Linked DNA regions of Macaca mulatta: region 1 is linked to region 2. Evidence: chromatin contacts called from public Hi-C data. All regions are on one chromosome and are shown on one strand. Each heading gives the region's core, a stretch centred on a gene start, on an enhancer-like site or on the middle of the called end of the contact. The rest is flanking DNA. Distances are from core to core; before and after follow the strand shown. Region 1 holds the start of SLC7A6OS (solute carrier family 7 member 6 opposite strand). Region 2 holds the start of PLA2G15 (phospholipase A2 group XV).

Region 1 (5,565 bases), core at 1,790-4,289, 72 kb after region 2:
GATGGAGTTTTGTTCTTCTTGCCCAAGCTGGAGTGCAGTGGTGCAATCTTGGCTTACTGCAACCTCCGCCTCCTGCGTTCAGGTGATTCTCCTGCCTCAGCCTCCCAAGTAGCTGGGATTACAGGCACATACCACCACGCCCGGCTAATTTTTGTATTTTTAGTAGAAACAGGGTTTCGCCATATTGGCCAGGCTGGTCTTGAACTCCTGACCTCAAGTGATCTACCTGCCTCGGCCTCCCAAAGTGCTGGGATTATAGACGTGAGCCACTGTGCCCGGCCTAATGAACTATTTACTTGATTCAATTCCACTGAGCATTAGTTTACTTTACACATTTTATAAGTCATGCATTAGTCTGGAATGTTTTGGTGAAAGATGTTGCTATGGACATCATACACAAATTGCTATCAGTTACACTAGCACCAGCCAGGCGTGGTGGCGCACGCCTGTAATCCTAGCATTTTGGGAGGCCAAGGTGGGTGGATCACCTGAGGTCAGGAGTTCAAGACCAGCCTGGTCAACATAGTGAAACCCTGTCTCTAACTAAAAATACAAAATTAGCTGGATGTGGTGGCTCACGCCTGTAATCCCAGCTACTCGGGAGGCTGAGGCATGAGAACGACTTGAACCCCCAGGAGGTGGAGGCTGCAGTGAGCCAAGATCGCGCCACTGCACTACAGCCTGGGCGACAAGGGCGAGACTCCATCTCAAACAAAACAAACACAACAACAATAAACAATTACAGTAGTACCATTTGCTTGTTGCTTGTGGATTCATTTTGAATTGTAATTTTTTTAAGTTTCAAAAATGATTGAGTTCTATAAAAATGTTTATCAAGAGAGGGCACATTGGCTGGGCGCAGTGGCTCATGCCTGTAATCCCAGCACTTTGGGAGGTTGAGGTGGGCGGATCACTTGAGGCCAGGAGTTTGAAACCAGCCTGGCCAACATCGCGAAATCCCGTCTCTACTAAAAATACAAAAGTTAGCCGGATGTGGTGGCTCACACTTGTAATCCCAGCTATTTGGGAGGCTGAGGCAGGAGAATTGCTTGAACCCGGGAGTTGGAGGTTGCAGTGAGCCGGGATCATGCCAGTGCACTCCAGCCTGGGCCACAGAGTGAGAGTCCAACTCAAAAAAAAAAAGGCACACCTTATGTTGAGAGTTTTCTGTTTTTTTTAGAGACAGTATCTTGCTCTGTTGCCCAAACCAGAGGGCAGTGACTTGATCATAGCTCACTGCAATCTCTAATTCCTGAGTTTAAATGATCCTCCTACCCCAGCCTCCCCAGTAGCTAGCACTACAAGCGCATGCCACCATGCCCAGCTAATTTCCTTTTTCTTTTTGTAGTGACAAGGTCTTGCTTTATTGCCCAGGCTGGTCTCAAGCGACCCTCCTGCCTCAGCCTCTCAGAGCGCTGGGATTACAAGAAGAATTTTATTTTATTTTTTTTTGAGACAGGGCCTCACTCTGTCACCTAGGCTGAAATGCCACTGCCGCACAATCATGGCTCACCGTAGCCTTGACCGCTCTAGGCTCAGGTGATCTTCCCGCCTGGGCCTCTCTACGTGCTAGGACTACTGGCGTCAGCTACTGTGCCCAGCCTCGAGGAAAATTTTCCATTTCTGTAGTTTCGCTGCATGTAATAGAATTCTTCTGGAAGTGAGTGCAAATGAATTTAGCAAATGTAATATAAAGAAAAGCACTGGATTAAATGTTAGAAGACTTGCATTCTAGACCTCAATCTACCTCAAACTGGGTATGCTACCCAGAACTATTCCTTTAAGCTCTCTTTGATCAATTTTCCTACCTGCTCTCTCTCTGCTTTGCTCCAGTGACCCCATCTCAGTCAGGCTGAAAGGACTTGTAAAGACATTTCCTTACAAGTACCTAGAGTGTCTAGCAGGCACTCCTCCCCTCAAATTCCTTACTGGTCTCCTCTAGCTCACCCGGCTCCAGGCACCTTGCAAGGAGCAGGGAAACTCGGCTTCAGAGCCTCTTTACTTTCAGGTTCTCTGCCTAGAAGTCCTCTCCATATGTGGAATGCCCTGCCATTCACCTTCTGCAAGTCTTCACTCAAATGTCATTTTCTCAGTGACACTCTCACTGAAGTGGCACAACTCTTTCTGCTTTGTCTCCCTGCCTCCTTACATCCCTTATCATCATCTGACACTGAATTGACTTGTTTACTGTTTCTGTTTACCTGCATGTTAGGTTCACACTGCTGTATCCACAGAATCTAAAAAAAATACCTGGCATTTAGTAGGCACGTAGTAAACACATGTTGGATGAATAACCAAAACTGTAAAATGAGGCCGTCACGCCGGATGGATCATGCATCCCCTTAAGATGAAACTGTGCTGCTACTGGGCCCAGTCTTCTGGCATTACCGTCCTGAGAAGCCCAGCACCACCTTCCGAGGCGTACTCACTTTGCAGGAGCCTGCAGCGGCGGCTTCAGGTTCTCCCTCCTCGTGGACAAGGTCTAACAACTGAAAGCCCGAGTCCCCGGCGGCTTCTGGGTTCCCCGGCGTGTACTCGGACTCCTGGCCGCTCGAGGTGGTCCCCAAGGATCGGCGGCTGGAAACCACCCGGTAGCGGCCCTCCTGCCGGATCTCCCGAGCCGAGGCGCGGAGATTGCAGCGGACACGCTGCTGGCTGTCCCGTGACGGGCGCAGAACTGCCCGCAGGAGAGGCTGGACTGGTTCCTCCTAGGGGGCAACAGGGGAGGGAGGCCAGCGTAAGCAGGAGTTCGCGAGCGGGTCAGGGATCGGGTTTCCTAACGGCTGCACCCTAAGATGCCCTCCACATCACTGCACCACGCCCAATACCTGGGAGCACACAGTGGCCACCAAGTGGAAGACATTATTCTCCGCTGCTCTCTCCAAACTCGCCGACGTCTTCTGTGCCGCCGACTCGACCTCGTCGCTCCGGAGGCGTTTACAAGCGAGCACAAGAGCCTCGGCCGGCTCCGCACTGCGCTTCCGCTTCACCCGCAGCACAGCTGTCCTGCCGGCCTCCATAGTGGCTGCCGCTGAGCATTGTGGGAACGCGCGGGGTGTGATGGGATAGCCTTCTAGTTCTGCCTTGGGACCCGCCCCCCGCCCCCCGCCCCCCGCCCCCCGCACGCTCCTCGGCGCAGATAGATCCCGCCCCGCGTGCTGGACGCGGCAAAATGGTGGTAGCAGAGGAGGCGAGCGAAGCGTTTCCCGTGGCAGGTGAGGCGCTGGGTATGCGGGGAAGGTGGGGTCGCTTTGGGGTTCGGGGTGCAGCCAGCATCATGTCCTTAGCACCAGGGCCTCGGCAGAGGAGCCTGGCGTGGGCGTACTTGGACTCCGGGGACCTTTCTAGAGTCCGCGTGGGGCAGCTCGGAGCACCCTGGCCTGCAGGAGAGCGGGGTTCCAGGCTGGCCCCGGCTCTGCAGTCCAGCCGGGTGCCTGCTGCTCGCGGGGCTGGGTCGCAGTACTGGTGCCTGGAGCCTCCCCTTAGAGACCGCAGTAGCTCCAACCATCGCATCCCTCACTGGGCCACGAGTTCTCTGATTGACCTGCTGATGTCTTCCCGGTTCACTGTGTTCTGAGTAATTGGAGAGTCATGTATTCACTACATGCCAGCCAGAGTGGTTCTGTAAAAGCGTACGTCCAGTGTAGATATGCTTCTGCTTAAAGCTCTTGAGTGGCTCCCACTGCTTTTGGAACAAGATCCAAACTTGTCGACTTTCCAAAGTCGACAAGGCCCAGCTTGATTGAGCAGAAGATGTGATAGGAGATGAGGAATGGGGGCTTCTGCAAAAGTGCTTCGGTCGCTCAGGCTTTTGGCACATTTTGCTTGTGCACCTAGTTCTTTCTACCTTAGGGCCTTTTCTTGGGAAAGTTGGGGTAAGGATTCCTGACCTGTAAAAACTCTTCCCCAACTTTTATCCTGGTTTGTCTTGTAGATCTCAAATGCTACCTTCCTCAAAGAGTCCTTCTGTAACCTTGGTTTTCTCTTTCTACAACGCTCTGTGTATTTCTTGCATTCATGTAGTCTGTAATTTGTATTACTCTCTCATTAGTCTAAGCTCTTGGAGGGCAAGGGTTTTCTCTAGCTTATGGTGGTGGCTCCAGTCCCTAATATAGTGCCTGGCACGTAGAAGGTATTCAGTCAAGTTTGATACTTTATTTTTTCGAGAGAGAGCCTCACTCTGCTGCCTAGGCTGAGTGCAGTGGTATGATCAAGGCGCACTGCAGCCTTGACCTCCTGGGCTCAGGCGATCCTCTCACCTCAGCCTCCAGAGTAGCTGGGACTACAGGCATGCGCCACTATACTCGGCTAATTTTTAATTTTAGTATATGTATATTTAATGTATACATATATATTTTCAAGACAGGGTCTCACTCTGTCACCCAGGCTGGAGTTCAGTGGCGCCATCTCGGCTCACTGCAACCTCCGCCTCCGGGGCTCAAGTGATTCTCCTACCTCAGCCTCCCGAGTAACTGGGACTACAGGCACAGGTCACCGCGCCCGGCTAATTTTTTAAAAAAATTTTTTGTAGAGAACGGGGTCTCACTATGTTGCGCAGGCTGGTCTGGAACTCCCAGATCCGATATCCTTGCGCCTCGGCCTCCCAAAGTGCTGGGATCACAGGTGTGAGCCACCACACCCTAGCAAATACATTTTGAATGAATGTTAAGGACCATCTGCTCTGCAGTTTGACGGGTAATACAATTAGGGCTTGGCATGGTGGTTTCTATTTCCTCCTTGTAAATGGCCATGCGAGTTTACAACTCTTGGAGAATGAGGAGGGGGTCAGAGAATATCTCCTCAATCTGTAGTGTAGACTTCTTCTGGGAGAGGACAAATAATAATGGATGAGGGCATTTAGCCAGAGAAGGTGTGTAGTGCCCACCAGAAGAGGTTCGTGCCTTCATAAAATTGTTAACACAAGACAAGGTTCCAGGTTGGTTGGTTTTTTTTTGAGATACAGTCTTGCTCTGTTGCCCAGGCTGGAGTGCAGTGGCGTGATCTTGGCTCACTGCAACCTCTGCCTCCCAGGTTTAAGCAATTCTCCTGCCTCAGCCTCCCAAGTAGCAGGGATTGCAGGCACCTGCCACCACGCCCACTAATTTTTTTTATTTTTAGTAGAGATAGGATTTCGCCATGCTGGCCAGACTGGTCTCAAACTCCTGACCTCAGGTGATCCACCTGCCTTGGTCTCCCAAAGTGCTGGGATTATAGGCGTGAGTCACCGCGCCTGGGCTCTTCCAGGTTTTGAAAACACTGTGGTCCTGGTGTTCGACTCAGCAACATCACAGACAGGAAAGGAATCCTATGGATTAAAGTTCTTTACTATACGTTTTTTTTTTTTTCCTCCACTTCAGATAGGTAATGTGCCAGTGTAGTAAAGGTTTGAGGGGAGGCACGTCTGACACAGGCGCATGAACATCCAGTCATCACGCTTGTGAGTTACAAAAGGATCACTCTTAACCTTTAAGTAACTTCAGAATTGATTCCACGTGGACCACAGGATTAGTATTTCAGGACTCTACCATGTGGAGCCTATTGACAATGTTTGACACCTGGTCCAGT
Region 2 (5,173 bases), core at 1,992-4,491:
TTCCTGTCCCTTTTAAGGGCTCACAACTCTAAGGGGGTGCACGTGAGAGGGTCGTGATTGATTGAGCAAGCAGGGGGTACGTGACTGGGGGCTGCATGCACTGGTAATTAGATCGGAACAAAACAAGATAGGGATTTTCACAGTGCATTCCTATACAATGTCTGTCATCTATAGATAACAGAACCAATTAGGTCAGGGGTCGATCTTTAACCACCAGGCCCAGGGTACGGTGCCGGGCTGTCTGCCTGTGGATTTCATTTCTGCCTTTTAGTTTTTACTTCTTCTTTCTTTGGAGGCAGAAATTGGGCATAAGATGATATGAGGGGTAATCTCCTCCCTTACAGTGGCGCCATCTCGCCTCACTGCAAGCTCCGCCCCCCAGGTTCACGCCATTCTCCTGCCTCAGCCTCCCAAGTAGCTGGGACTACAGGTGCCCGCCACCACGCCCGGCTAATTTTTTGTATTTTTATTAGAGATGGGGTTTCACGGTGTTAGCCAGGATGGTTTCAATCTCCTGACCTTGTGATCCACCCGCCTCCCAAAGTGCTGGAATTATAGGCGTGAGTCACCGTGCCAGGCCAATAGAGATTCTTTACAGATGCAAATTTTCCTCCACAAAGGACAGTTGTGCAGGGCCATTTCAAAGTATGGCAAAGAAACATTGTTTTGGAATATTTTGACTCTCTTGTCACCTAATGTTATGCCAGAGTCAGATTGCAAAGTCCCGATATATAGGATTAAATAAAACCCATCCAATGAGAATTTATGGTTAGTAGGGCAAACCATACAATTTGAGATAGTAATTTGAGCAAGATTTCAAAAAAATCAGGGCCGGGCCTGGTGGCTCACATCTGTAATCCCAGCACTTTGGGAGACCTAGGTGGGCGGATCACCTGAGTTCAGGAGTTCAAGACCAGCCTGGCCAACATGGCGAAACCCTGTCTCTACTAAAAAATACAAAAATTAGCTGGGCGTGGTGGCGGGTGCCTGTAATCCCAGCTACTCTGGAGGCGGAGGCAAGAGAATCGCTTGAATCCGGGAGGCAGAGGTTGCAGTGAGCTGGGATCGCACCACTGCACTCCAGCCTGGGTGACAGAGCAAGACTCTGTCTCTAAAAAAAAAAACAGTGTCAGCCTGGCATGTGGAGAACGACCCACAGGAACGAGGGTGTGCATTGGGACATCAGTGATGAGGCTGTTGTGGGAATAGGGTAGTGTGGTTTGGGAAGGGTAGAGCTGGCTAGCCCTTATGACCACCTGAGTTGTGGTTCTGAGAAGCATGGAGGCATCCAGAGCTCAGGATGATGCCAAGTCTGCAGCCTGGGGGATCAGGTGGATGGCAAACTTATTGTGAAAAGGGAGGACCTCACCTTCTGACTCTTCTCCACAGTGCCAGCATGGGTCATTGCTGACTAGGCCTTGCCATCCTGCCCCTAATGGCTATGGTTCCTAACACATGCAGGGCCTGTGGGGGTGAAGCACCAGGGAACCCCTCTTGAGGACAGGGCTACGCTTCCAGGGGCCCATGACATGGGACCCTGGATGCTGCTGGGCTGGCAAGACATTTAGACTGTGGCCAGAGTCCAAGGTGGCCCAGCACCTGTTGATCTTTCCCTTCCTCCACTTAACCTTTGACTGGACTCCTGCCTGTCCCTAGGCCTGCAGAAGAGTCTCTATGGTCTCCCACGCTGGGATTTCACCAGATGGGTCTTCACCGATCTTCTGTCGGGTGAAGGTGGGGGAGGAAGGGGCTTTGGGAATCCTGAGCCAGGGCCTTAGGGGGAGATGGCTGGACCTTAAGAGAGGATGGGGCTGGGCACAGTGGCACACACCTGTAATCTCAGCACTTTGGGAGGGTGAAGCAGGTGGATTACTTAAGGCCAAGAGTTCAAGACTGGCCTGGGCAACATAGTGAGACCCCCAACTCTACAAAAAATAAAAAAACTAGCTGAGTGGGGGTGTACACTGTAGTCTCAGCTACTCAGGAGGCTGAGATGGGAAGGATCGCTTGAGCCTGAGAAGTCAAGGATGCAATGAGCCATGATTGCGCCACTGTACTTCAGCTTGGGTGACAGACAGACCCTGTCTCAAAATAAAATAAAATAAAATAAAGAATGAAAAAAGAAAGAGGGAGGGTAGTGGTAGCCCAGTCACCAACATGTTTCATTATAAGAACTCGAGAAGGGCAGGGCAAGATCGTGGCTTCATAGCCAGGTCAGCTGCTTACCAAGAAGAAGGAAGGAAGTGGCAGGACAAATTTATTGGGACCAGATGGGATGACCAGGGCACAGCTGCCCCTTCGAAGGGGTGTGTGTGTGGAGGATCAAGACCTCTATTTCCCAAATACTCTCGTCTCTCTATCCCACAGTGACCTATGGTGCCGGCTGTCAGGTCTTTGTCCACTCTGTTTGCCCCTGCTTCCTGGCGCAGGGAGTCTGTGTCCTCTCCGGTTCCCCAGGTTTGCGTGAGTGGAGAGGGATCACGAGCTCCCGATGCCTCTCCTGCTCTACAGGCGAACTTGCAGATGGCCCATGGCGCAGGATCGAGGCTGAAGCCCACTCCCAACCCCGCGCCCGAACTACCCGGACTAGCGGGGTGACGCTGCACTCTGCGCCTCTAAAACGAACAGATTAACCCCACTCTTGGGAACTGAACATGCTGACCTGGCCTCTCCCGGTTCCCTCCGCATCTGTAACCCCGGGGCAGAGTTACGGGGGCTGACTGGCCGAACCCAGGTGCCCTCGGGGCAGGGTGTGTTAAGAATTGGTGTGCGGGTTGCACAAAGGTCCTGGTCAGCTCCTGGTCACCTGAGGCCCAAGAACTGTCAGGCACTCACTTCCCCTCTTCTTGCTTTAACCGGGGTCGCTCAGCAGCAGCGAGCGCTGCACCCCTTATCCTCTCTCTGTCTTGTCCGTTCCAGATCCTCCAGGTCAGGGCGTCGCCAGGTGAGGGCTGCGCAGCGCGGATTTCGGGTACTCAGGGCTGGGCGGGGTACACAGCAGCGGCGAGGTGGGTCCCCGGGTGGGCGACTGAGAGCCCGGAGCCAGGCGGTAAGTACCTCGATCTATCGATGCGCTCGGCGCGCAGCGTGGTCCCGGGAGCAGGGGGTTGGGCAAGCGCAGGGCGGTGAGCCCTGACTGGGAGGGACGTATATGGCGGCGAGTCCCTATTGGCAGGCCGTTTGCGGGAGGAGGGCTCTGATTGGCCGGGAGGATGCGGGGCATGCGGGCGGCGGGGTTAAGTGCGTCGCCACCGCCCCCGCCTAGGCGACAGCCCAGAGAGCTGAACCTGCAGCCTGGACCTGCAGCGACCGTCGTACACCATGGGCCTCCACCTCCGCCCCTGCCGTGTGGGGCTGCTCCCGGATGGCCTCCTGTTCCTCTTGCTGCTGCTAATGCTGCTCGCAGACCCAGCGCTCCCGGCCGGACGTCACCCCCCAGTGGTGCTGGGTGAGGCATGGGTCTCGTGGTGGGTCAGTCGGTCGGGCGGGACGGGCCGCGGGCGGGGCTACCTTCCCGGTCTGCATCTGTTCCAGTCACGAAATGGGGGAGCGTATTGGTGTCTGTCTTGTCACTTAGGTGATCTAGATCTGCCGGCCCACCTCCCGCCATGCTGGACCGGGTGTGGTCAGCACCCCACCTCCTGCCCTGGTAGAAAATGGGGGTGAGTGGGTGAGTTACCATCTGGTTATTCATAGTTCCACTTGTCTGCATCATTCCCAAGCCTTGCCTCCCCTTACCCCATTTTTTAGCTGGAAAGACAGGTGCTTCAGCCCCACTCCTGAGGGATGGTGGGGGTGTGTAGAGTGGCTCCTGAGTTGACCTCTGCATCGACTTGGGCCTGGCTAGGAGGCTGTCACCCTCGACCCTTCCAATGCCACATATACCAGAAGTCATTACTGAAGGGAACCTCCTTAGGGAAAGGATTGCTCTCCTAGCTGGCCACCAACTCCCACAACTTATCAGATGTGTGGCATTTTCTGAGGGAAAAGGCCTAAGGGAAACTGAAGACGCTGAAGTCGGAGGAAAGGGTTGGGGCAATGGCCATGAACCTGTGTCAGGCAACATGCTTGTATTCTTACCCTGCCACACATGCTTGGACTAGACTATGTCGAGGCTGAGTGACCTCCCCTGCCCACGCCGCTCCTTGATCACAACCCTGGCAATTCTACAGCGGCCACAGTATTTCCTTGTGGGGATGGGCAGGGATGAGACCTCTGTCTAGGGGTCTTGGGTGCCTCATTCAGGCTGTCACTCCCATCCACAGCTGGCGTGTCCGTGGCCAGCCAGGATTCCTGAAAGCAGAGGCATCCGAGGCATGAGTTACAAGTGGAGTCTAGTGCAGCGTGATCTCCGTGCTCTTTCTGCTGAGAGTACTTTAAATGGGTACAATGCAAATCACAGAAGGGTAGAGTTGGCAGGCAGGGTGGTGCCAGGCAGGCCCCACCAGGAGTTCCCAGCCAGGAAATGCTCCAGGGGGATTCTAGGCCCAGGTTCACCATGGGATTTGGGCAGACTTGGCCCTGCCTCCCCAAAGCTTGCAGGATAGCAATAACAATGATCCCCAGAGAGGAAGCTTGTGTGGGGCAGGCACAGAGAATCCACCAACCCAGCAGATGGGTGGGTGTCAAGTAAGGCTTCCTGGAGTATATAGCTGGAGCTAAGGCCAGGAGAGAGTACTGGGCAGGGGGAGAGAGGTGAGCATCTCAGGCTGCCTGGGATCGAGTCAGGGGAGCAGTGGACTGCACAGGCCTTGTGACTGTTTGGGTCATCTGGACTTTATCTTGAGGGCCTCAGGGAGTCTTGGGTGGGCCTGCAGATTTCTGAGTCTGAGGGGCATGGCATTGGGAAACACGTGGTCTGTGGCTGGCACACAGCCATTTTGCCTGGATTAATGCTAACCACACTCACCAATTCAGTCAGTCTGTTTATTCTAGGTCACAGCAGAAGAGCCTCAGACCCCACCCAGAATCACAGAGAAGCAGGAGTCCTAACCTGCCCAGCTTCTCAGGGAGGGAGGCTGCTGGCCTTAGCCCTGGGAGACATCGTGGTGGGCAGTTGGACAAGCAGCTCCTGGGCACAGAGCAGGGATCTGACCTTGACTGTCAGAGGACCAGAATCCTCTAGGGGTGGGTCCTGAAATGGTGGTGGAGGAAAGAGAGGCCGGAGAGATGT

The links. A called contact is a pair of places that touch in the nucleus more often than the background predicts.
Region 1: a contact with region 2 is called in a Hi-C map of liver, with 1.8 times the contacts expected there. The contact joins the promoter of SLC7A6OS here to the promoter of PLA2G15 in region 2. A contact is called at or near these places in 3 of 14 Hi-C or Micro-C datasets (fetal cortex germinal zone, fibroblasts and liver).

Annotation. Positions count from the first base shown.
Region 1 is chr20:63,899,849-63,905,413 of T2T-MMU8v2.0, forward strand. SLC7A6OS (solute carrier family 7 member 6 opposite strand) reads right to left here and starts at 3,040. Exons shown (of 5, transcript XM_015126469.3): 1 at 2,829-3,040; 2 at 2,430-2,708. The coding sequence starts at 3,020. PRMT7 (protein arginine methyltransferase 7) reads left to right here and starts at 3,136. Exons shown (of 20, transcript XR_013411027.1): 1 at 3,136-3,215. It overlaps LOC114674524 (small nucleolar RNA U13), which reads right to left and starts at 5,454; the gene lies at 5,352-5,454.
Region 2 is chr20:63,827,212-63,832,384 of T2T-MMU8v2.0, forward strand. PLA2G15 (phospholipase A2 group XV) reads left to right here and starts at 3,242. Exons shown (of 6, transcript NM_001265818.1): 1 at 3,242-3,448. The coding sequence starts at 3,322. It overlaps LOC144337648 (a long non-coding RNA gene), which reads left to right. Exons shown (of 4, transcript XR_013411059.1): 3 at 2,920-3,049; 4 at 3,266-3,370.